Regions from separate parts of the Mus musculus genome. Here all the other regions are linked to region 2. The links are chromatin contacts, called in public Hi-C, Micro-C and promoter capture Hi-C maps. All regions are on one chromosome and are shown on one strand. The core of a region is the stretch at or near the end of the contact, and the rest is flanking DNA. Distances in the headings are between cores, read along the strand shown. Region 1 holds the start of Gpn3 (GPN-loop GTPase 3). Region 2 holds the start of Pheta1 (PH domain containing endocytic trafficking adaptor 1). Region 3 holds the start of P2rx7 (purinergic receptor P2X, ligand-gated ion channel, 7). Region 4 holds the start of P2rx4 (purinergic receptor P2X, ligand-gated ion channel 4). Region 5 holds the start of Camkk2 (calcium/calmodulin-dependent protein kinase kinase 2, beta).

What was found. Promoter capture Hi-C pulls out the DNA fragments that hold promoters and counts their contacts. A called contact is a pair of places that touch in the nucleus more often than the background predicts.
Region 1: a contact with region 2 is called in a Hi-C map of embryonic fibroblasts, with 7 times the contacts expected there. The contact joins the promoter of Gpn3 here to the promoter of Pheta1 in region 2. A contact is called at or near these places in 6 of 39 promoter capture datasets (the 3T3-L1 cell line, erythroid cells, hippocampal neurons and 3 more), 3 of 484 Hi-C or Micro-C datasets (cortical neurons, embryonic fibroblasts and embryonic stem cells), 6 of 115 datasets of contacts at active chromatin or transcription factors (astrocytes, bone marrow-derived dendritic cells, embryonic stem cells and 3 more) and 1 of 9 other capture datasets (liver).
Region 3: a promoter capture Hi-C map of hippocampal neurons shows a contact between it and region 2, with 5 times the contacts expected there. The contact joins the promoter of P2rx7 here to the promoter of Pheta1 in region 2. A contact is called at or near these places in 1 of 39 promoter capture datasets (hippocampal neurons) and 2 of 115 datasets of contacts at active chromatin or transcription factors (bone marrow-derived macrophages and pancreatic cancer cells).
Region 4: a contact with region 2 is called in a promoter capture Hi-C map of pre-B cells, with 4 times the contacts expected there. The contact joins the promoter of P2rx4 here to the promoter of Pheta1 in region 2. A contact is called at or near these places in 2 of 39 promoter capture datasets (hippocampal neurons and pre-B cells), 1 of 484 Hi-C or Micro-C datasets (pre-B cells) and 2 of 115 datasets of contacts at active chromatin or transcription factors (bone marrow-derived dendritic cells and pancreatic cancer cells).
Region 5: a Micro-C map of embryonic stem cells shows a contact between it and region 2, with 2.9 times the contacts expected there. The contact joins the promoter of Camkk2 here to the promoter of Pheta1 in region 2. A contact is called at or near these places in 1 of 39 promoter capture datasets (hippocampal neurons), 2 of 484 Hi-C or Micro-C datasets (both in embryonic stem cells) and 3 of 115 datasets of contacts at active chromatin or transcription factors (bone marrow-derived macrophages, embryonic forebrain and pancreatic cancer cells).

What each region holds. Positions count from the first base shown.
Region 1 is chr5:122,371,162-122,375,525 of GRCm38.p6, reverse strand. It overlaps Gpn3 (GPN-loop GTPase 3), which reads right to left and starts at 3,018. Exons shown (of 8, transcript NM_024216.2): 1 at 2,870-3,018; 2 at 1,507-1,615. The coding sequence starts at 2,917. Fam216a (family with sequence similarity 216, member A) reads left to right here and starts at 3,184. Exons shown (of 7, transcript NM_026883.4): 1 at 3,184-3,643. The coding sequence starts at 3,579.
Region 2 is chr5:121,847,182-121,851,600 of GRCm38.p6, reverse strand. Pheta1 (PH domain containing endocytic trafficking adaptor 1) reads right to left here and starts at 2,604. Exons shown (of 4, transcript NM_175474.4): 1 at 2,477-2,604; 2 at 1,055-1,131; 3 at 322-433.
Region 3 is chr5:122,640,899-122,645,392 of GRCm38.p6, reverse strand. P2rx7 (purinergic receptor P2X, ligand-gated ion channel, 7) reads right to left here and starts at 1,466. Exons shown (of 13, transcript NM_011027.4): 1 at 1,195-1,466. The coding sequence starts at 1,319.
Region 4 is chr5:122,706,029-122,710,426 of GRCm38.p6, reverse strand. It overlaps P2rx4 (purinergic receptor P2X, ligand-gated ion channel 4), which reads right to left and starts at 2,883. Exons shown (of 12, transcript NM_011026.3): 1 at 2,640-2,883. The coding sequence starts at 2,773.
Region 5 is chr5:122,776,590-122,780,779 of GRCm38.p6, reverse strand. It overlaps Camkk2 (calcium/calmodulin-dependent protein kinase kinase 2, beta), which reads left to right and starts at 1,370. Exons shown (of 17, transcript NM_001199676.1): 1 at 1,370-1,528.

The sequences.
Region 1 (4,364 bases), core at 1,769-4,268, 520 kb before region 2:
ATGACTTTGGAGAGACTTTTCAAAAAATTCTCCATTGCCTTTTACCAAGGTTCCACTAAAATACAAAAGTACCAGTGTCTCACGTAATGAAAACTGTAAGTAGTGAAGAATTATTTTGTGAATAATTAAGGAAGAAATAAATACTATTTAATGATTCAAAAAAGTATAAGGCCATCCTTGGCTACATAAAGAATTTGAGGGCAGCTCTGGTTCCATGAGGCTCTACTCCAAAACTCAGGGTAAAATAAAAACCTTCCATGGCAGTCAGTGCCCACACTGCACAGCCCCCACCCCTCCAGCTCTCCATCCCCTCCCACCAGCTGTTGGTCCACTGCTCCACTAATTCTGGTCAAAGCTGCCAATGTCACTATGGTCCCACATCTGTCACCGTCTTACACAAATGTTCGGTTGCATCTATGTAACAACACCTCTTTCTTGAAACACTCCCTCCTGGCCTTTCTGAAGCTTGCTGCTTCGTCTCCTCTAACAGCCTCCAGAGAACGCACAGCTTCAGGGCTCTGCCTCTGTCCCCCTTCTCTAACCAAACTCCTTCCCCATGTGAGGTCATCCATCCCGGAACTTAATGTACCGAGATGTATGTATGTATGTACATATATATGTATGTGTGTGTATGCATGCATGTACGTATGTCTGTCTGTCTGTCTGTCTGTATGTGTGTATGTATGTACGTATGTGTGTGTCTGTATGTATGTACGTATGTATGTGTGTCTGTATGTATGTACGTATGTATGTGTGTCTGTATGTATGTACGTATGTATGTGTGTATGTATATAGCTGATGGCTCAAACATTTGCACCGTCATCTCAGTGAGCAGCTTCTGTTTGAGGATTACTATTTTTAATTAAAAAACAAAAAAAGCTTTGTTTTGTTTCACTGAGCAGAGGTGACAAATGTGTACTACCTCACTTGGTTTTATGTGGTGCTGAGGGTAAAACCCAGGGCTTCACATACCCTAGGCAAGCACTCCACCACCAAGCCCCAGCCCAGCCCTGAGCCTCACCTTTTTAAATTTTTTTTATTTTCTGGTTTTTCGAGACAGGGTTTCTCTGTGTAGCTCTGGCTTTCCTGGAACTCACTTTGTAGACCAGGCTGGCCTTGAACTCAGAAATCCACCTGCCTCTGCCTCCCAAGTGCTGGGATTAAAGGCGTGTGCCACCATGCCCGGCTGAGCCTCACCTTTTTTAAGCCAGCACAGGTGCTATTTACTGTGGACAAACCATCTTACCCCCAACTCACCAGAGTAAGCAACAAGGGGACCAGAGGGAAAGGCAGGGAGGCAGGAGCCCGCTCACCTTAGAGTCTCCCAGCAAAGACCAGAAAAGGAGGCCATGGCATCCACACCCACAAACACCACCATGAAATGGCCCGTGGCCTCATCTTGCTCCTCCTCACCCCGGGGCTGAGCACGTGAATAACTGAGCAGCCGGCTTCCAGTGCCTTCTGAGCTTTACGGTGCCTGAAGAAGGTGGCCCTGCCGGGACTTACCGGCCATGACAGGGTAGTTGAAGTGTTCTGCCGCCGGGTCCAGGTTGACCACCTGGACAGATCGGTTGAGGGCTTCACAGTGCTGAACCATGGTGGAACAGTAGGTGCTCTGTAACGTGACAAGGTGGGGGGTTAGCACCCAAGGCAGTAGCGTACCGCCCTCCACATGCCCAGACAATTCTCCCCTCTCTGAGCCAGTGTCCACCCAAGCCAAACTGCACCTCCAGGGAAACCCTGGGAAGGCGATGAGACCAGAGCTGCAGATCTAGATGCAGGGCGTGGGCTCAGGATGTTTCTTTAACACAGTCTACAAATTAACGTAGGTTACAGAAATGACCTCCTCCACGCTCCACGCTTCCTTTTGACAGCCTGTTCTCTCTACCTAGGACAGCCCCACCATACAGATGCACTGTAACTGACAGGTGAGCTGTGTACCTTCCAGATCAGATGACAGGCCCTGTGGAGTCACACAGCCATCTCTAGTACTCTGAATATTGTATTTATTAAATATTAAAATGATACAAACACCTCTATAGACTCTAGGCATCCCTCAAATGTCACCATTGCCGTTTCTACTGTGCTTAAGTGTCCTTAGCATCATTCTCTTAATATGTACACAAAGAAACACTGTATCACACAAAAAAAATAAATATAAAAACTAGAGCCAGGCAGTGGTGGCAGACGCCTTTAATCCCAGCACGTGGGAGGCTGAGGCAGGCGGATTTCTGAGTTCAAGGCCAGCCTGGTCTACAGAGTGAGTTCCAGGACAGCCAGGGCTACACAGAAAAACCCTGTCTCAAAGGAAAAAGAAAAAAATGCCCACAAACAGTGCATATCTACAAACTTATCTGAAACCCATACTCCAAACTTCTGAGAAAAAGGGAAGAAAAGACCCCATACTGGGTGCGTGGCAGGGGGCCTTGTCTGGAATTAGACAGGGGAAAAAAAACCAAAAAAACAAAAAGACCAACAACCCAGACTCAGATTCCGGGGCGGACCTAAGTAAGCGTATGATTTTGAACAAAATAAACCTTTCTGTGTTTGTAATCTGTAGAATGGGTATAGGATCAAGCACACAGAATGGATATGAAGACACCTGGAACGACCAGGGCAGTTCCTGGAGCAAAGGTGTCCTGCAGCTCTGTCTGGGTGCTGGACAGAACTGAAGTCTTTTGGGAGGACAGAACAAGCTCTTGAGCGCTCAGCCCTCTCTCAAGCCGCTCAAGAGCTATTAAAGCTGCTATCACTCCCAGACAAACAAAAAAAAAAAAAAAAGCAAGGTACAAGCAGAGAGCAGGAAGCCGTATACCCAGGGTTTCCCCGGAGCCCAGCCACCCACGCACCGCAGCTCCTCCAGGCTCACCTTCCCGCTGCCCGCGGGGCCCATGACGAGCTGCGCATATCGAGGCATGCCGCCTCTCCGGGGGTTTCACACACAGCCGACGGCCACACTCCCTTCAGCCTTCGCGCGACAGCCACGGCGTTCCGGGGAATGTGCGTAGGAGCCAATCGCAACCACAGATCGCTCGTTCAGCACGGGTATTTACTACACCATAGACTACGGAGCGTCCCCAGGGCCAAAATGCCTTCCGAAACGCGTGCCGTGCTCAGAGAGGAGGCGGGGACACGAGTTCGTTCACGCGTGCGCAGAGAGAGAAAGAGAAAGAGCCGAGAGCCGTTATCGGTTGGGCCTCCGGCGAAGGCGGTTGCCTAGGTGATAGCGGATCGCGAATTACGCTCCGCGCCCCCGGGCCGCAGCACCGGTGCTTGGGTTTGACACATAGGGTGACAACCGAAGGTCTGCAGGTCCTCTGAGGGTCTAGAATACTGAGGTGGATAAGGAATACTTGCTTTAGGGTGCGTGTGGATGGATTTGCCCTGACGCGTCCTTGTCAGCGAGAGATGCCCAGGCGCAGGAGCCTGGTTACCTGAGGTTCCTCCGCCCTCGGGTCTACAGCTCCAGGAACTCGGGTCTTCCTCCGCACCATCCGGCGGCCACTTGAGCAGGGTCGGAGTGGGGAGAGCCGGAGGCCGCCGACTCAGAGCCGGTGTGGTGCACGCGTGTGGACGGGATGCCGAGCCGTTGGCCCGGGGTCGCGGGGCCGCCCGCCTTGGCCCGGACGGAAGGCGGTGAAGGGTGAGGCGGCCTTGGGAACCCCTGCCGAGGAGGCGCGAGACGGGGGGGGGGGGGGGGGGGGGGGGAGCGGGCTCTAGCGGGGCTCGGCTGCCGAGGCGGCCTCGGAGCAGGACAGAGACTGAGCTTTCGGGCTCCTAACCTGGCGGGGAGCCGAGGGTCCAGCCGCCTCGGGCCTGGGAAGGTTTTAACTGTCCCCTAGATGGCTGAGGACAGTTGACTTCTGATATCACAGCTGGATGCCATGCTTCCCTGTCCCCCTCCTGGCCTCCTTCCTTAAAAAAATCAAGAGGCGGGATGACTGGGATCCAACTAGGCCCACAATCATGGCTCTTGTAGAATCTGAATCCGTGGCCATGAAATAAAAATATATTTATGTTTATTAAGTACATTATTATTAAATGTACATTTTATTGTAAATATATATTTGGTGCTAAGACTTTTTTTTTTTTTTCCCCGAGACAGGGTTTCTCTGTGTAGCCCTGGCTGTCCTGGAACTCACTGTAGACCAGGCTGGCCTGAACTCAGAAATCCACCTGCCTCTGCCTCCCGAGTGCTGGGATTAAAGGCGTGTGCCACCACTACCCGGCTACAGGAATCAATTTCATTTTTTGAAAAAAGTAAAAAGACCAGATCCATGATTGGAAACAATTAACAAACCAGCGTACTAGTTCCAGCACAACGTAATTGTTCTTTCCAGGACAGAAATTACTTCTATTAAAGA
Region 2 (4,419 bases), core at 1,355-3,854:
GCCACCTGACCTGGGTGGAGAGAGAAACTGCTGCCAGACAAATACTTAATTTTTGCCACCTCATGCCACCCACGTTACAGTTGGGGACAGCTTCCTGCCAGATCAGAGGCCAAGACTTGTTTGGCCCAGAGCATTGGGGCTGGGGCCTCGGGGTCCTGAAGGCTCAGGTGAGTTTAATCCCTGCTTTGCCTCTGGCTGCTGTGTAGCTTTTTATGCCAGCTGCACCTCTCTGTGCCTCTGTTTTTCTCTGCACAAGGGACTCACACACCCCTCCCAAATCAATTGCACGAGACTGACAGGCCTACTTCTCCCAGAACCTACCACAGGCTGCCCACCCAGTTCTGCTCAATCACTTTGAAGGTCAGCTCACAGTCTCCAGGCTGGGTCACTTCAGGGGCACACAGTCAGTCTCTCTGGACCTCTAGCTCTTCATCTATAATGTAAGAGCAAAATTATCCACGTCAAGGTTATGACAATGAGACAGAACACAGGGAACCAGGGCCTCTGGCCATGGCAGCAGGTGACGGTGTACTCGGCTTCCTTCTAGTCCATCCTGCTTCAGCAAGTGGCCCCTGCTGTCTCTCTCACCCCCACATCTAATCACTGAGGCCAGGTGATCCTCCCACCCCTGGCTGTCTTCTAACACATAGCTTGTTTAGCTCCCATTTCAAGATCCCCACCTAAGTTTGCTGGAGGCACCGCAGGCACCCTCCCCAGCTGCCTCCACCTTTGCCCCTTCCTATCTGGCCGCCTCAAGGTAAGATCACCTCCCTAGGGCCCTCCCCTGGGACCACAGCGGGACTCTTCCCTCCTGTGACTTGTACCTGATGCTTAGCCCAGCCCAAACCCCCAATCTCAGCTCCTTCCCCAACCTCTGCCCGCCTTTGTCAGCCTTTGTCAGCCTTTGTCAGCGGGCCTCAGCCACCTGGCTACCTTGCTCAAAGGCAACAAACATTTTCTTCCCTGAGGTGCCTTTCCCTACCACAAGGCGGGCTTTGCCGTTGCCTAGGAGGAAGCATCCTCTGACCGAAACAGACCACCAGCTGGGGATTACCTGCGTCAGTCCAGAGAGGGGGTGTGGGGGCTTCTGTCTGGCTTTGAGTGTCCAGTGTGTAGCCTGTGCTGGGGAGCCTACACGGCAAAGCAAACCTTTGTCAACGTGAGGACTGTGACAAGGGGTCATGCCTAATCGCACACTTATAGATGTGGGAAAAAATGACCTGGCCAAAGAACAGAGCTCCACACAAACAGCCCCATGGGGCAGAAACCTTGGGGTCCTTCTTCCCCACCAAGACTGACAATATTACCTGGTGCCCATCAGCCATCCTCCCCCAACTGCCCAGATGGGGGCACCCTGGCCAAGGTCACCAGCAGACAGAAGGCCCAGCCAGGTCCCTAGCCCTTGCCTGCTCTGGCTCGGCAAACAAGCAGGCTCTAGCTTCCCCTTGGAGGGAGGGAGTGCTCCCTGCTATTCAACCGTCTCTGCTCTGTTCAGGTTCAAAGTCTGCTGAGGGCTCCGAGCTACAAGCAACAGGGTCTAAGCACGATGCTTTAGGGACCAAATTCTTGTCTGGGCTGGCCCAGGCCGGAAGCCCAGTTACCAACACTTCCCAGACCTCAGTTTGCCTCAATGGGCTTCATGGAGGCACCGATGAGCTAAACTAAGGACAGCCTGTGACAAACTATAGGGGGAAAGTATTCTAAAGCAGGCGAAGGCACCCAATGTGGCGCTCACACCTGTCATTCCAGCACTTGGAAGGCAGACAAAAAACGCCACACATGCCAGGTATAGTGGTGCACACCTTTGATCCCAGCCCTCGCGATGCAAAGATAGGTGGATCTATCTGTGAGGCTAGCCTGTTCTGCATTATTGAGTTCCAGGCCAGCCAAGGGTACACATTAAGCTTCTGTCTCATTTAACAACAAAACCGGCCGGGCGCGGTGGCGCACGCCTTTAATCCCAGCACTGGGGAGGCAGAGGCAGGCGGATTTCTGAGTCCGAGGCCAGCCTGGTCTACAAAGTGAGTCAGGGCTACACAGAGAAACCCTGTGTCGAAAAACCAAAACAAAAAACAAAAAAACAACAACAAACCCCACCAAAAACAAAACAAAATAAAACAGTTTAGCGGATAAAGACGCTGGCTGTCAAGCTTTCTGACCCGAGTTTGATCCCCAGAAACCAAGTAGAAGAAGGAAAGCCCGGACTCCCCCCAAGTTGTCTTCTGACCTCCACACACGCACACGTAAACAAAAGTAAATACATAAAAAATTAAGACAAGTGATGAGTCCTCCATTCGTGGGGTCACAGCTGGCCCCGCGGCTAGGACTCGAGGGAAACGGAGGCAGGGCATCACCACCGCGGAACCTCAAGCCCCCGTGGTGCGCCGGCCGGGCCGCGATGGAGGCCGCGGGCGGGTCCCGGGCGACAGCCGCGCGGCTGCCGACCCCGTCGCGGTCCCGTCCCGCCCGGCTTTACCTGGCTCTGGGACCGGCGCGACGGTCTGTCCTGCCCATGGCCCGGAACAGCTCGGGGGCCGGCGACGACAGGGCCCTTTGTCTCCCGGAGGCCGAGTGGCGGCGACCCGCGGGCGCCCCTTTAACCCTGAGCGGCCCGCCCAGGAGGGGGAACGCCTCCGAGCCACACGCGCCTGCCCATTGGTCAGCCCTGCAAGGTCCCGCCCCCGAATTTACCACGCCCCCACACGCGCGCCTGAAAAATCCCTCTTAAAGGGACCGTGCCAGGGTCGGGAGTTCCCAGAATTCGGTCCCGGAGCAACCTGGCGAGACGGCTCAACGGCGCTTGTCGCCAAGCCTGGGGAAATATAACGTGAAAGATGCCAGGGAACCGCCTCCCACCAGTTGCTCAAGGTACACACAGGATATCTAGTGAGTCCGAGACCATCCTGGCCTCGAAAACAAAAAATAAATAAATAAATAAAGAAAGAAAGAAAGAAAGAAAGAAAAGAAAAAAGAAAACGTTCAACCCACAGCGTTTCCAGAGAAAATCAACACAAGTCTGTTTTAAAACGCAGAGGATACCGAGCCATCCAAACACTTGCCTAAATTAAGAGAGAGTTCTAGAAGTGAGCAGAGGTAGAGGCCCACCGACCCACTGCACCCCTGCGTGACCTCCCAGGAGTCGCTGGGATTCTATGCAAAATATAAAGACAAGCGTGGTGTTTACAGGGTGTGGCTCAACTACAGGCGCTCCCAGTAAGTAGGAATGGCCGGGGTTTCCCCTCTCCCCAAAAATCACACAGACCCACCTCCCAGAATCCTTCACTTCCTTTTCTTCCTGCCTCCTCCTCACTTCCTTCTACTTTCCTGTCCGGGGTCCTCCTAGCCGGAGGACAAGAGCGAAACAGGACAGACCAGGATCCCAGGCTTCATTCCACCGAGTCTCACTAGCGCCTACAGTGGTGCAGACTGATCCAGAGAGAAACAGCTCGGAGTCAATCAAAAAACAGTTCTAACAGGGCTTGGTGAGAGGCAGAGAATAGGCGACAGCCGCCGGGAGTGCGGGGCTGAGACAAACCAACGCTCAGGAATGGCCACTGAGGGGCAGCGACCTAGCCCACTGGAGACCTGCAGGAAGGGTGTCCCGGATGGAGGAAACCGCAAGTCCAAAGGCACAGAGAAGCGCAGAGAGCAAGTGGAGGAAGAAGTTACGTGTTGGAAGGCTTTTAGGAAGCCTTATTGCATAGGACCCTGTGAACTTTGGGAAATCTTTGTTTTCAGGTGTGCTTGGGAGCACGTGTAATTTCAGGCCTTGGTAGGGAGTGGTAAGAGGACATCTGGAAAGCTATATATATATATATATATATATATATATACACATATATACATATACACGCAATATTTTATATTATATATTATATACATATATAGCTATATAGCAAGATTGTGCCTCAATATAATAAAATATTTATTACTTATAATTAATAAGTATTAAATAAATCATTAATTTATTAGATAAACTAATTAATTTACTAGATAAATTAATTAGTACACTAGGTTGGTCTTGAACTCACAGAGAGCCTCTTGTCTGCCTCCCAATTTGGGGGATTTATTTCCCGCACTATGATGCCTTGCCTGTGGAGGGTTTTGAGGAGAGATGCGATCTCTAGAGGGCTGTAGGACAAGAGGGAAGGCCAGGAGGCCAAGCGGAAGCCTACTGTAGTGGTCTGAGCAAGTCTTGATGACAGTGTACTGGCTGGTTTTGTGTATCAACTTGACACAGCTGGAGTTATCACAGAGAAAGGAGCTTCAATTGAGGAAATGCCTCCATGAGATCCAACTGTAAGGCATTTTCTCAATTAGTGATCAAGGGGAAAAGGCCCCTTGTGGGTGGTGCCAGCTCTGGGCTGGCAGTCTTGGGTTCTATAAGAAAGCAGGCTGAGCAAGCCAGGGGAAGCCAGC
Region 3 (4,494 bases), core at 217-2,716, 790 kb before region 2:
CCAGGGTGCATGCAGTTGTCACATGACCTAACAAGTCCCCCTCTCCCACCCCAGCCCCAGGTAAACCCAGGAGAGATTAGGACATATGTCCAGGTAACAAAGAGAGAAGCAACCCCAAGTAAATCTGGTGAATGAGTAAGAAGTCTCTAGAGGGCTGTCTACTTATATAGTATTGTACTTACATACAGTGGAGTGTTATCCAGTCATAAATAGTCTACAGCATCAACACACTCGCTCTAACACATACCTGAACACTGAAAACATGCTAAGAGGAAGAGTCAGTCGCAAAGGACCGCATGCCATGTGATTCTATTTATATGAAATATATGTGTGTGTGTATACATACACATATACACATACACATACACATACACATACACATACACATACACATACACACATACATACATACATACATACATACATACATATGTAAATCCACAGGAACAGAAAATGGATTGGTGGGTCCCTGATCTAAGGGACAACCTTTTAGGCTGATAAACAATGTTCTTGTTTGGTTGGTTTTGTTTTTCAAAAAAAGGGTTTCTCTGTGTCGTCCTGGCTGTCCTCGAACTTGCTTTGTAGACAGACAGGCTGGACTCTGCCTCCCCAGTGCTGGGACTAAAGGCATGCACCACCACACTGGGCTGAAAATGTTCTTGATTTTGGTGACCGCTGCACAGCTCGACGAATACATGGAAAGCCATGGACATGAACACTGTAAATCAGTGAAAGTCCGGGGTACACATTTTGTACCTTCATAAGAGGTTTTTAAAGGACCTCCAAGATGCTCTAAAAACGACATTTGCAAACCTGGTTCTATCTCTCCTAAGCAGGAGGATAATTCAGAGCCCACAAGGGAAATCCCCTTATCTCTGTGGGAGCCCAGGGTGTTGGCCTGTGTCTCCCAGGTTCCCCGGGCATGCCCTGCCCTGCTCGCTCATCTTGGCAGGCCTTGGCTGCAGTTGAAAAGGCCAAAGGGAGGCACACAGTCTGCCACCCTCTCTCTCTGCGGCTTCCTCCAGCTACAGCCAAGCACAGCTTCCTCTTACTGTTTCCTCCCAGCGGGCTATGAGAGTGTGTCTCAGATTTAAGGACCCACATAGAATCCAGCCAGTGCACCAGCAGCTGCCTCGTGGGGCTGCCGACGCTGTACAGTGCTGCAGAGATCGGCCCATCCCACGCCCCGCTTACCTAATGTAGGAAAAGACGATCATGTGCAAGACCCACTTGACGGTGCCATAATTCGTGCTCTGGATCCGGGTGACTTTGTTTGTCTCATACTGCAAGACATCGTTCCAGCTGCAGCAAGCCGGCATGGCGACAGGCTCGCTCTGTTCAGGCTGGACTTGGGCTAGACCTACTTCCCAGGCTAGACCACAGCAAACCCTCACCTAGGAGCAGCCAAAGGAAACACACCGATTTCTCAGCAGGAACGGTTAACTTCCAGTTCCTCCAGTGACTGCAGCGGGGGCGGGTCCTGGCAACTGCCCTGAATGTGAGTGGAATAAACAAGAACCAAGTCCTACAGGCCTGGCTGGCAGATGACCCCGCCCCGCTAGCCTCCCCCAGACGCCCGCACAAAGATGGTGTTCAGAAGATGGGCATTTTTAAAATTCCCCCTCCCCACCCCCTTTCCTTGTGCTCTTTTGGAACTCATTTCATTTGAGAGAAAAGGGCAGTCCTTCAAATGTTGTAAGACCCAGTGTGACTCAGACAAGGGCCTAGATGCGACCACTGCCTCAAGCCCCCCCACCCCCACTCAGACCCATCCATTTCTTTTGTTGCCTGTTTGAGACCTGTTCTCAAGCAGCCAGGCTGACCTTAGATTTGTTACTCACTCAAGGCTAGCTATGAACTTCTGATCCTCCTGCCTCCACCTCCCGAGTGCTGGGATTATAGGTGAGCCCCACCGCACCCCACAGAGATTATCCCTTTGTTTTCCGGACAACCCTTTGTTCAGTCCACATGTACAGGTGCACCCGATGACTGAATGGCATCTTTGTCCTCCGCTGCTCCACGGGATACTCTGGTCTGCCAAAGATGGCTGCCAGATCAGATTCATTGTGGGATGGGAAGATTATATCCACGCTTGTCTCACTCTCTCCTCCATCTACACTTCATCCTGCTCGGGACCCGGGAGGTCATCTCATGGTCCAGTCAGTCCTAGACCACCAAGAACAAAGCTGCATCCAGTATCCCTCCTGACCATGGAGACACCTCATGAGAGAGGACCAATGCTATCTCCAAATAGTAGAAGAGGTAGCCTCATTGTAGAATTCTGAGGAAGGTGGAGTTGAGAGGAAATCTTGTTTGGTTGATTTTTTTTTTTTTTTTTTTTTTTTTTTTTTGCTGTGCGGTTTTGTTGTTTTATTCTCTATTTGTTTTGTTTTGAGACAGGGTCTCGTGTAACTCAGACTTCTCTGTAACTTACTGTGAGGCTGAGACTGACCCTTAAGCCTTCATCTTTCCCACACCTCCAGCTCACAAATTCTGGGACTATAGTTGCGAGGGACCACACCAGGGCTGAAACCCTGCTCCGACAGGCTGTAGGAAAGCAGGATGTATAAAGCAGGCCTTTCCCACACGGTTTACACAGTGGATCGGTGGTCCTGGGTGATAAAGACCCGATCGTCCTCAAATGAGGCACCTGCAGAGCCTGGTGTCTGAGGCTCTGTCCTAACGTGGCTATGGCTGCTGCTTCTCTGAGACCTGGAATCTTCCAGGCACAAGTGGGATGTTAGACGTTAGAGAAAGGAAGCAACAGTCACTCAGGCGTTATCCCTCCCTAGGGAGAAAGAACCATCTCCCCGCAAGCATCCCAACCTACTGCTGTCTTGCCTGCTGCATTATGGGCCAGGCAGACTTACATGTTTCCAGCCTAACTTAATTTGTACTTTCTCCTCCTTATGATCTACATCAAGGCCCCTGCCCCTGTTGGCTCCAGTTCAAGGGACTAGAAGGCAGTGATGCTAGATGCGTCTCCCAACCCTCTCTGTTTACTCGGGAGGCCCCGGAGGGGTAAGGGCTTCCCTCTGTAGCCCTCTCTAGCCAGCACACTTTTTTTTTTTGAACATTTATTTATTTATTATATGTAAGTACACTATAGCTGTCCTCAGATACTCCAGAAGAGGGCATCAGATCTCGTTACGGATAGTTGTGAGCCACCATGTGGTTGCTCGGATTTGAACTCGGGACCTTTGGAAAAGCAGACGGCGCTCTTAACCACTGAGCCATCTCGCCAGCCCCTAGCCAGCACACTCTTACCGCTTTCTCTTAACTCTGCCCTGACCTTTGTCGCTACTCTTTCAAAACTCGGAGGAGTACAGTAACCTTCAATAAATGGGACCAGTGAGATGACGAAGGTGCCATCAAGCCTGATGACCTGAGTTCGGTCCCCAGGACCCGAATACTTGGAGAGAACTGACTCCATTAAAACTGTGCACAAATATGCACAGGTGGTCACGCAAGCTACACACACACACACACACACACACCAAAGATGAATGTAACAAATAGTAGGCCAAAGGGCTTCCATTAGAGCAGTAAAGTCTAGTGGGTAGAACTAGAGGGCTAGCTGCCTGATTTCCAAACCTGGCTTCATATTGTAACAACTCCATGGCTTCTGACGGTTCAGTTCCTTCCCTGCATTCATTTCTTCACCACCCCCCCCTCCAGGAGTCTAAGGAGCTAGGGGATATAGCAACGAATGGGCGTACAAGTCCAAAAAATATCCATCCGCTAAAGAACGCATCAACAAAACCGTGGCACATCCGTATGACAGAACAGCAGTACTCAGTCATGCAAAGGAGTGAGGAGCAGGTGCTTACTATAGCGTGGATGAGCCTAGGGAGACGTGAAAGGAGCCAGACACAGAAGGACATCTCATGATCCCATCTCTAGAAATGCCCAGAACAAGCAGATCGGTATATGGCTTCTCTTGCATCCCCTGCTGAGCCTTTCCCATGGATCTTCTATGGTATATCCCTTGGGGCTCTTTCTTTCACTACTATAACAGTCCGTGAAGGCTGTTGTCTTAGTCTGCGTTCCATTGCTGTGGAGAGACACCATGGCCACAGCAACTCTTATAAAGGAAAGCCGTTATTTAATTGGAGATGGCTTATGGGTTTGGAGGCTTAGTCCATTATCATCATGGCGTGCAAGCAGGCATGGTACTGGAGAAGCTCAGAATTCTACATTTGGATCAGTGGGCAGCAGGAAGAGAGAGAGAACGGGGAGGGAGAAAGGGAGACAGACAGACAGACTGACTGACTAGGCCTGCCTTGAGCATTTGAGACCTCAAAGCCCACCCCGACTCCCTAATAGTGCCATGCCCTGGTGACCAAGCATTCAAGTCTGTGGGGGCCGTTCCTATTCAAACCACAGAGAGCTGTTATTAATAAGATTACCCATACTCCTCAGTGGCCAGTTTTACTGGACATATATGTATTCCTTATGTTGCTTGGCCTCTGGGACTCGATCACTAGCACGGCC
Region 4 (4,398 bases), core at 1,634-4,133, 860 kb before region 2:
CTGTCCCAAAACTCACTCTGTAGAACAGGCTGTCCTGGAACTCAGAGATCCTGCCTCTGTCTTCCCGAGCACTGGGATTAAAGACTTGTGCCACCACCACCCTGAGACATCATCAATTTCTAAAGTATTAGACTGGAACTGGACTTGGTAGTGTACACCTGTAATCCCCTCACTTGGAAGGTGGAGACAGGATTGGGAGTCCAGTCTCGTCATCCTTGGTTACAGACTGAGTAGGATAGCCTGGGCTACATGAACCTGTCCTACCCACAAGCCCCACAACCTCCTTGCTGGTGAGATGGTTTCAGCGGGTAAAAGTGATCACCACATATGTCTAAGAACCCGAGTTCCATCCCTGGAACCCACAATAGAAGGAGAGAAGTGACTTCTAAAAGGTGTCCCCTGGCATCCTTGTGTGCTGTGGCATGTTCCCGCACTCATACACAGATACATACCCAAAAATAAAATCAACATTTAAACAAACAATAGCACAAAGCTTGTCTGGTATGCAGAAGGCCTTTGGTACCTCAGGGGAAAAAGTACTGATATGGAATTTTACTTTTTTGGTGTACTATATCAAATATAAAACCTCGTGTGTTTTTTTTGTTGTTTTTGTTTTAGTCTGAGTGCATTTTAATTGAGACAGCTTGAGCATTCAGTGGCTGCATGTGGCCCTCTTCCAATGACAACAGCCACAGAATCTTATGGGTGAACAGATTATCCCAGGAAAACAAAAGCCGAGAGCTCAAAGCTACTGGTGAGCCCCTGATTCCAGATACTCCAATCCAAGTTATTTAGTGAGCTAGCAGCAGGGCTCAGTACTGGAGAGCCCATCCCGAGCACTGGAATTATTCACTCCAGAGACTTAATCTAATCTGCATTTAGATACTGGCCTCTCAGGCTGGAGAGATGGCTCAGCGATTAAGAGCACTGACTGCTCTTCCGAAGGTACTGAGTTCAAATCCCAGCAACCACATGGTGGCTCACAACCCCCTGTAATGAGATCTGACGCCCTCTTCTGGTGTGTCTGAAGACAGCTACAGGTACTTAATAAAAATAATAAATAAATCTTTGGGCTGGAGCAGTCAGAGACTGAGGGAGTGGGTTGACCGGAGCGAGCAGAGGTCCTATATACAATTCTCCACAACCACATGAAGGCTCACAACCATCTGAACAGCTACAGTGTATTCATATACATAAAAATAAAAAAAAATCTTAAAAAAAAAATAGATACTGGCCAGGGGTTTTTCAGGTACTGGTGACTGAATGACTCCAAGGCCTCATGCTAAAGAGGACGTTTTTTGGAGACAGGGGCTCACATAGCTCAGGCGAGCATTCTTCTGCCTCAGCCCCATGAATACTGGGATTGCAGACATACTGATTACTGCCTCCTCCAGCTTCAGCGAGTCTTATCTAGTGTCTACCGCTTCCATATGGTGGAAGCTACAACCTTGTGAGCGGAAACTCCTCTGCATTCTTTTGAATGCCCTTAGGCGGTCTGAACAGATTCCAGACCTAACACCAAAGCAGGAGACCTGTTGATTTATTATTTAGTTGGGACACTGTAATAATTCTGGTTGTCCTGAAACTATGTAGACCAGGCTGGCTTTGAACTCATAGATATCTGCCTACCTGTCTCTCACCAGTGCTAGGATTAAAGGCTGTATCTTAGGCATTCTTAACCATCTCTCTGGGCCATCTCTCCAGCCACCTGTGTACCTATTTCATATACCTAAGGCCACACAAAGCTTTCTCAGGTGAGTGTGGTCAGGCACAGAGGTCTTACAGCTCTGAGTCAGTTTGTGAATTGGCAATCTATCTGTGTTTTTTGTGGATTCCTAAGTGACTCCAATGTGTTGTTTGGGGACCCGTGCTTTAGGCCCTTTAGTAAGAAAACAGATCCACCTGTCACGCTAGCAGCTGTTGACACTCGAATACCTTGAAATTGGGCCCAGGAGGCAAGGTAAGGTTCACCATCTCTCCTGGGGTGTATTACAGCCTTACAGGTGCATCCAATTAAAATTAAACGTTTCATAACGCCTAGTGATGGGAGGGTATATATAAACAGTAATGAAGAGCAGAGTTTAGAATCAAAATCAGGCGGGTACTCATATTCCCAACCAATCCAACAAAACAAAGGAAGTGACCTTGGGACACTTTTGGGAAGTGTGACATCTCAAGGGTACTGGGTTATCAGAAGCTTCTTAAGGTAACAGAAACCACAGACCCAGAAAGTACCGAATGAAAACCACAAGCCTTGGTTTCTGTCCGAGTTTGAAAAGGAACCGAAGAGAAGTCCGTGACGCACAGAGTTAAGCCTTCCCTGCCCTGCCCCTCCACCAAGCCAAGGCGCAGCATGAAGCAAGTCGGGAGGGAAGGATGCGAGAAAGATGGGGTGACAGTCTAGCTAAGACGAGGCTTAGCTCCCAGGACGTCCAGTAGTCCCCAGTGTCCTGTTCAAGCTGGTTCCAGGTGGCTTGGCTAGAGCCCGGCGAGGGCGTGTCGCCGCCCCTTGAACTCGGGGAGGAGGGGCTTGGCCGGCTCAGCTATTGCCCCAGACCCAGAGAGCGAGCAAGGGGGCGCTGCCAGGTCCCGACAGTCTGGGTTGCCCCCAGCCGCGGCCCCTCCCCAGGCCCGCTCACCCAATGACGTAAGCCAGGATGAGCAGCTGCACCACGCGGTTCATGAGCCCCACTTTACGGCTGCGGATGAGCACGATGCGCGGCGTGTCGTACTCGAACAGGAAAGCCCGGAGCACGGAGCAGCAGCCTGCCATGGCTCCGCCGCCCGCTGCTCCGCGTCGTGGCCACCGCGGGTCGCCTTGTCGCTGCCACCACCACCACCGGGTCCGGGCAGCAGCCCCGCCCAGCAGCTCGGCCCGGAAATAGGCGGCGCGCGACCTGAGGAGCGCGTCTCCTCCCCCTCTGCCACCCCAGGGTGACGCCCCAACTCGTGACCCTCTCAAAGGGACGATCTAAAAAGCAAGAGTGGTATAGCACTAAGGGACGAATTACCTCTGGAGCAGGGAGCAAGGTCAGCTCCCGGAGGGACAAGGATAATGACGCCCTCAGGCCTAGGATTGAAAGGCAGACAGTTGAGTTCTGTTGCAAAGGACAGCTCTGCGGTTCAGATATAGGATAACGAGCCGTGCGCCAGGGGAACTTGGATAGGAGTTACATTCCTAGAGGACCCGAGTGCTGAAGAGTCAGTCCCCTGACTGAAGGAGGCAAACTTGATCTGGATGTAGTGGAGGGAGCCCCGCTGTGCTGCTTTATGAAACTATAGGGTGGGTGAATAAGTACCTGGTGTACTAGGATGTCTGCAGAAGTCAGCCACAAATGCCACCATATACCCCTCTTAGGCCTGAAGCCGATCCATGTCCCTACCCCTAGTCAGATAACTGTCGTAGTTGCACCTGAGAGGAGGCAACAGCCAGCACCTGGGGGGTGGGGGGGGGTCCCTGTAGCCATCTTGCTATTGAGAATGGCTTACCGCAAGCTTAGGGAGAATTGGAAAAATTCAAGCCCGTGGGGAGACACCATTGTTAAGGTCACATATATCCATTCCCTTCCGAAGTTTTTTTAATAGGCGTTTTATATTAAGTGTAACAGATACATCCAAGTACCCTTATACCAGGTACTGTCCAGCAAGCATAGTGAGAGCATCTCAGCCCTGTGCAGTATAAATATAGCAGGTAATATACACAAGGCTTGAGGTTCTAATCAGACTCCTCGCGGTTCTTTTCATTTTCTGCTCCATGCATCTTTTATTTCATCTGAGTTAGCTTCAGCTTCTGGTCACTTGGCTCCATGGATCTGAGAGAGCATGGTGGACCTTACAGAAAGGCATGGGGACAAGGTGTGTCTTTCCACCACCAGGTCCCAGGGAATTAGTTATTCCAGCTGGCTTCACCTCCTTTGTACCGCCTCCCAATGCTAAGATAAGATTTGCCGTTATGTCATAGCTCCCAATGTTAAGGTCTCTCAGCATCCAGTCCCCTCTCAGCATTATCTCCCACGTAGGGAAGAAGCCTTCAACACATGAAGGTTTGGGAAGAACTCTTCATACACAAGTCATAGTGCCCTGTTACCAGCGACTCATCACGGGATTTGAATGATTTTGAGTTTTAATCTAAGGCCTAGTGGGAAAACATGCCAGCCTGGTGTGGTGGCACATGCCTGTTATCCCAGCAGTCCGAAAGCAGAGCTGGGAGGATTGGCACAAGTTCAAAGCCAGCCTGGTTTATATACCTAGTTCTAACTATAGAGTGAGACCTTGTTTCCGTCTATAGTCAGTGAGTAGGATAGATGCTGCCAAATTTGACAACCTGAGTTTAATCCCTAGAACATAAGTGGTGGAAAAAAAGAGAACAAACTCCCACGATTGTCCTCCAGCGTGTGC
Region 5 (4,190 bases), core at 121-2,620, 930 kb before region 2:
TAGAACATGTCCCTCTTGAAATCAGAGCATCTGTGCTTGCCTCTGCACCCGTCCCTTACTGGAGAGAGGCTATTATCCACCCTCTAGGGAAGAAATGGGGAGAGTCATTAGACCCTCACCTGAGATTACAGTTGCTCCCGCCTCTCCTCCTGTGCAGACCTCCAACAGCACCTGGCCCCGGGAGATGCTAGAGAATATAAAGGGGTGGGTAAACGAAGGAGACACTCCTTCTGGCAGGTCACTGTCCATGCTGGAGATGAGTAAGCCCAATAAACCCATTGGTTCACCAAGCTGGGCTTGGATGTTTTTGATCTGTTGTCGGCGCCCTATTTTGGGTGAATAGGCATTTGTTCATGTCTCCTCAGGAAGTCAGTCAAGAGTGGGGCTTAAAAAGACACGCAAACTGTGCATGATACTGTCTCCTGCAGCTTGCTGTCTTACGCTACATGTTTTTGTTTTCCTTTTCCTGTGGGGGTACAAATAGATCTAACAGTCCTTTTAACTATTGTGTACTATTCCACTTCGTCTCGCTCCAGTTGCTACTACTAACAAATAAATGGAAGAGCGCTTAGCAGTATCAGAGGTGGTCATCTCATTAGAACGCTCATTGAGTTTATTTGTCCGGTCCTGGGGACTGTTTGTGAGTGCCCAGCCTAGAAATATGGCAATAATTTATTGAGGGCTGAAAATCGACCCAGTTGACAAAGAGCTTTGAATTCTTAGTGAATTTGACATCTCAACCCTTTGGCTGCCGGCAGAAACATGCATGCAGACAGCCACTGGTGAACATCCGAGTCTGAGTTCACCGGCCCCCCACATCCAAGGCCACCGGGTGAGCGAGCCCTTGAAATACCCTTTTTTTTCTCCGTTGTTACCCAACTGGGAGACTAAATATTTTAAGGCTCCAGCAAAGTAAACCGTCAAAAAGGGGAAGAATGTTTGGTCAGTCTTGTGGAGAGACCTAGAACTTCGCTGGGCTGTTCAGAGTGAGTGATGCATTTTAGGGCGAGCCTGCAGCAGTGGTCAGAGGGGTGGTGGCTGCGGAAGGGTTTCCCCATAATGGGCGTTGCCCCGAAATCCAGGGAGGGAACCGCCAGACGGCTCCTGGGTTTTCCCCCGTCGCCTTTGGGGGAACTTCTCCACGCTCAGGGACAAAGCGGCGTGGAGCATCTCGCAGGAACCGAGACCCACTCCCAAACTTGCGGCCTGTTCGCCCCTGCGCGAGTCGGGCCTCGCTTCCTGTCGCCTCCTTCCCCCCACCCCCCCTCCCGCCTCCACCTCCGCCCCGCCGCTACTTAAGTCTCCGCGGGACCCGGCGCGCGCGGCCGAGGCTGCGGCGGGCACGCGCGCTCCACGCCGGGTCCTTGGCCAATCAGCAAGGAGCCCGAGGCGCCGCCGCGCCGCGCGCGAGCCGAAGCCCGGGCGGCTCCTCCCGTGGAGAGCCGAACCGGACCGAGCCGAGCCGAGCCAAGCCGAGCCAAGCCGAGCCGGGGGCGCAGAGCGCGGGAGGCGGCGGCGCGGAGCCCAGGTGAGCTGGCCCGAGGCGGGCCGGGCTGAGTCGGGGGTGGGTGGGGGAGGGACGCAACCTCCCCGTGGGTCTTTGGGTCCCGGACGCGCGCGGGAGCCGGCAGACACAGCCCAGAGGCGGGCCCCGAGGGGACCCCACGTGCGCCGCCCCGCGCCCCGCCACGTGGAGGGCTGCGCCCCCTTTCCCCCTGGCCTCCGGAGCCGGGCGGCGCTTGGGGTCCGGCGGCAGGAGCCGGCCAGGAGTTCCGCACCAAGGTCCGCCGGCCAGGGCGGTCCCGGATCCCAGCGATGGCCTAGGCCACCCCTGGCGCTTGACAGGTGCGGAACCTGAGCGCGCGGGAGCGTCCCACCTCCGCAGGCTGCCAGGCACGGGGAGGACCCTGGTCCTAGGGGCTTGGACCCGAGTCTGCCCTCTGATCACCCCGACCTCACAGGCCGACTTGATCCTTTTGACCTAAATTTACCTCTGGGCTGCAGCGCGCGATGCATAAAGAGTGCCTGCCGGCTCCCTCTGGCACAGCCCTGGGGTGGTGGTGCCCCGCTATCACCGGGGCTATGCCAGGGTTCTCCCCACCCCCTGAATGCCCAGTTTGGGAAACGGGGTGTTTTCACAGCTCTGTCAGCCTCCTCCCCGGCTGCTCTCACTTGGAGATGAAGAGGTGGCACTTTGCAGGGGGATGGAGCAGGGGGTGGAGGACATCTCAGGTGCCATGGGCAAACAGCCTCCTGATCTGGGGGTGGGTGGGTCATGCTCCGCATTCATTACCCTAGATGCAACTTTTACCTTCCTCAACCTCCTCTGTGATGTTCCCCCAGTCCTGGAGTAGAAACTTCAGGTGCCCTGGGGCATTAATGATGTCTTTTACTCCTCCTCCTGACTCTGCCCCCACAGGACCTAGAGGAGGATTGCTCTGCCTCCCCACAGCTCCTTTGTTCTTTGGAAGTGGCAGGGGCTGCCGCTGTTCCCAAACCCACAGAAACTGCGGTTTCAGAATAGATCGTGCTATCAGTGTACAGAAGCAGCTTCAGTTTGCCCGATCCCCCTCCTTGTACACTCTACTGCTGTACACTTCATCAAAAATGTCATATGCCGGGCCATGGTGGCATACACTTTTAATCCCAGCACTCGGGAGGCAGAGGCAGGTGCATTTCTGAGTTCGAGGCCACCCTGGTCTACAAAGTGAGTTCCAGGACAGCCAGGGCTACACAGAGAAAGCCTGTCTCGAAAAACCACAAAACAAAACAAAACACAAAAACAAAAGAAAACCCCGTCATATGATGAGCCCCTACCTTGGATAACCGTAATTACATTTTTCATTTATGCCAGGAATAGAACCCAGTGCCAGCAGCAGGCTAAGCCCACCTTTAACTAGTGAGCTTACACTCCCACCCCCTCATTAACATTCATTGAGTTCTTGATGTGTGGCAAATAACTTTATCTTGCCTGGGTCATCTCATTTGATGCTAACCCAAATCCTTTGTGGTGGGGAGTTTTTGGTCACCGTAGTTGAGAATAGGAGATTAAAGTGCCTAGTATTGAATGGCTCAGAGAGGTTAGTTAACTTAGCCAGGATCACACAGACATTGCCAGGCTTCCCTTGCCTTTCTGGGGGTAGGTAGCCCAGGCCTGTTTGCTAGGCTGTGTAGGAGGACACAGACAGAGGTGCTGCTGTCCCAGCAGGACTCAGGCTTGGCTTTCCCTGCAGTTGCTGGTGGGCTAATAACTATGCAGTATTTCTTAGAGGACGGTCCCACCCCTCCTGGTGAGCATTTGGAAACACGTGGGAGGTGACTTTTGGCTTGTCAAAATGAGACTAAGCACTCTTGGTGTTTAGTGGGCAGGAGCTAGGGAATGCCAAATGTCCTATAAGAATGTCCCTACCTCAAATGCCAGGAGGGAGATGCTGAGAAATGCTGTGAGCCTCAAGTGCTGGGAGAGAGGGAGAGAGGGAGAGAGGGAGAGAGGGAGAGAGAGAGAGAGAGAGAGAGAGAGAGAGAGAGAGAGAGAGAGCACGCCATGGGGTGCTATTTCTGGAGAAATCTGTTCTGATGGGAGTAAATCCCAGCGGCTCCCTGGAGGAGGTGTCAGTTATGCCAAGGCTTCTGAGATGGGCTGAAAAGTTGAGGGACTGGGTAGAGGGACTTTGTGATTGGCTGTGGACAGTGGCTAGGGCTGCTTTCTTTCCGCTATCCTGGGAATCTGTACATGCGCTGTGTCAAGTTGCTCCTCTGAGTTTGAGTCCTTGGACTCGTGGGCAAGAGAGTCCCAAGGTGGCTCTCAGGCTGCAGTGCTTGCTCTCTCTGATCTGAGCACATCTAACCTTGTTCCTCAGAAGCTGAGGGAGTTAGAGGTTTCTCTTTCTCTGATTCTCCAAGATGTCTCAGACTGGAGATGTGGCTCAGTTGATAGAGCGCTTGCCTGGTGCACTTTGCTAGCAAGCCCTCTGCCACCAAACTCCATTCTCTGGTTCTTTTTAAAAACAAAACAAAACAAAATCAAGGTGAAGTCCCTCCCCAGGTGGCATTTAGGACACTCAGTGTCATATGTCTGTTCCAGCTGTCTGGTTTCAGAGCATTCCTATTAGAAGGAAATTCTTTACCTAATAAACTATCACTCCTTGTTCCCAGCATCCCTCCCTCCACCCTTTGGCAGGCACCCACAC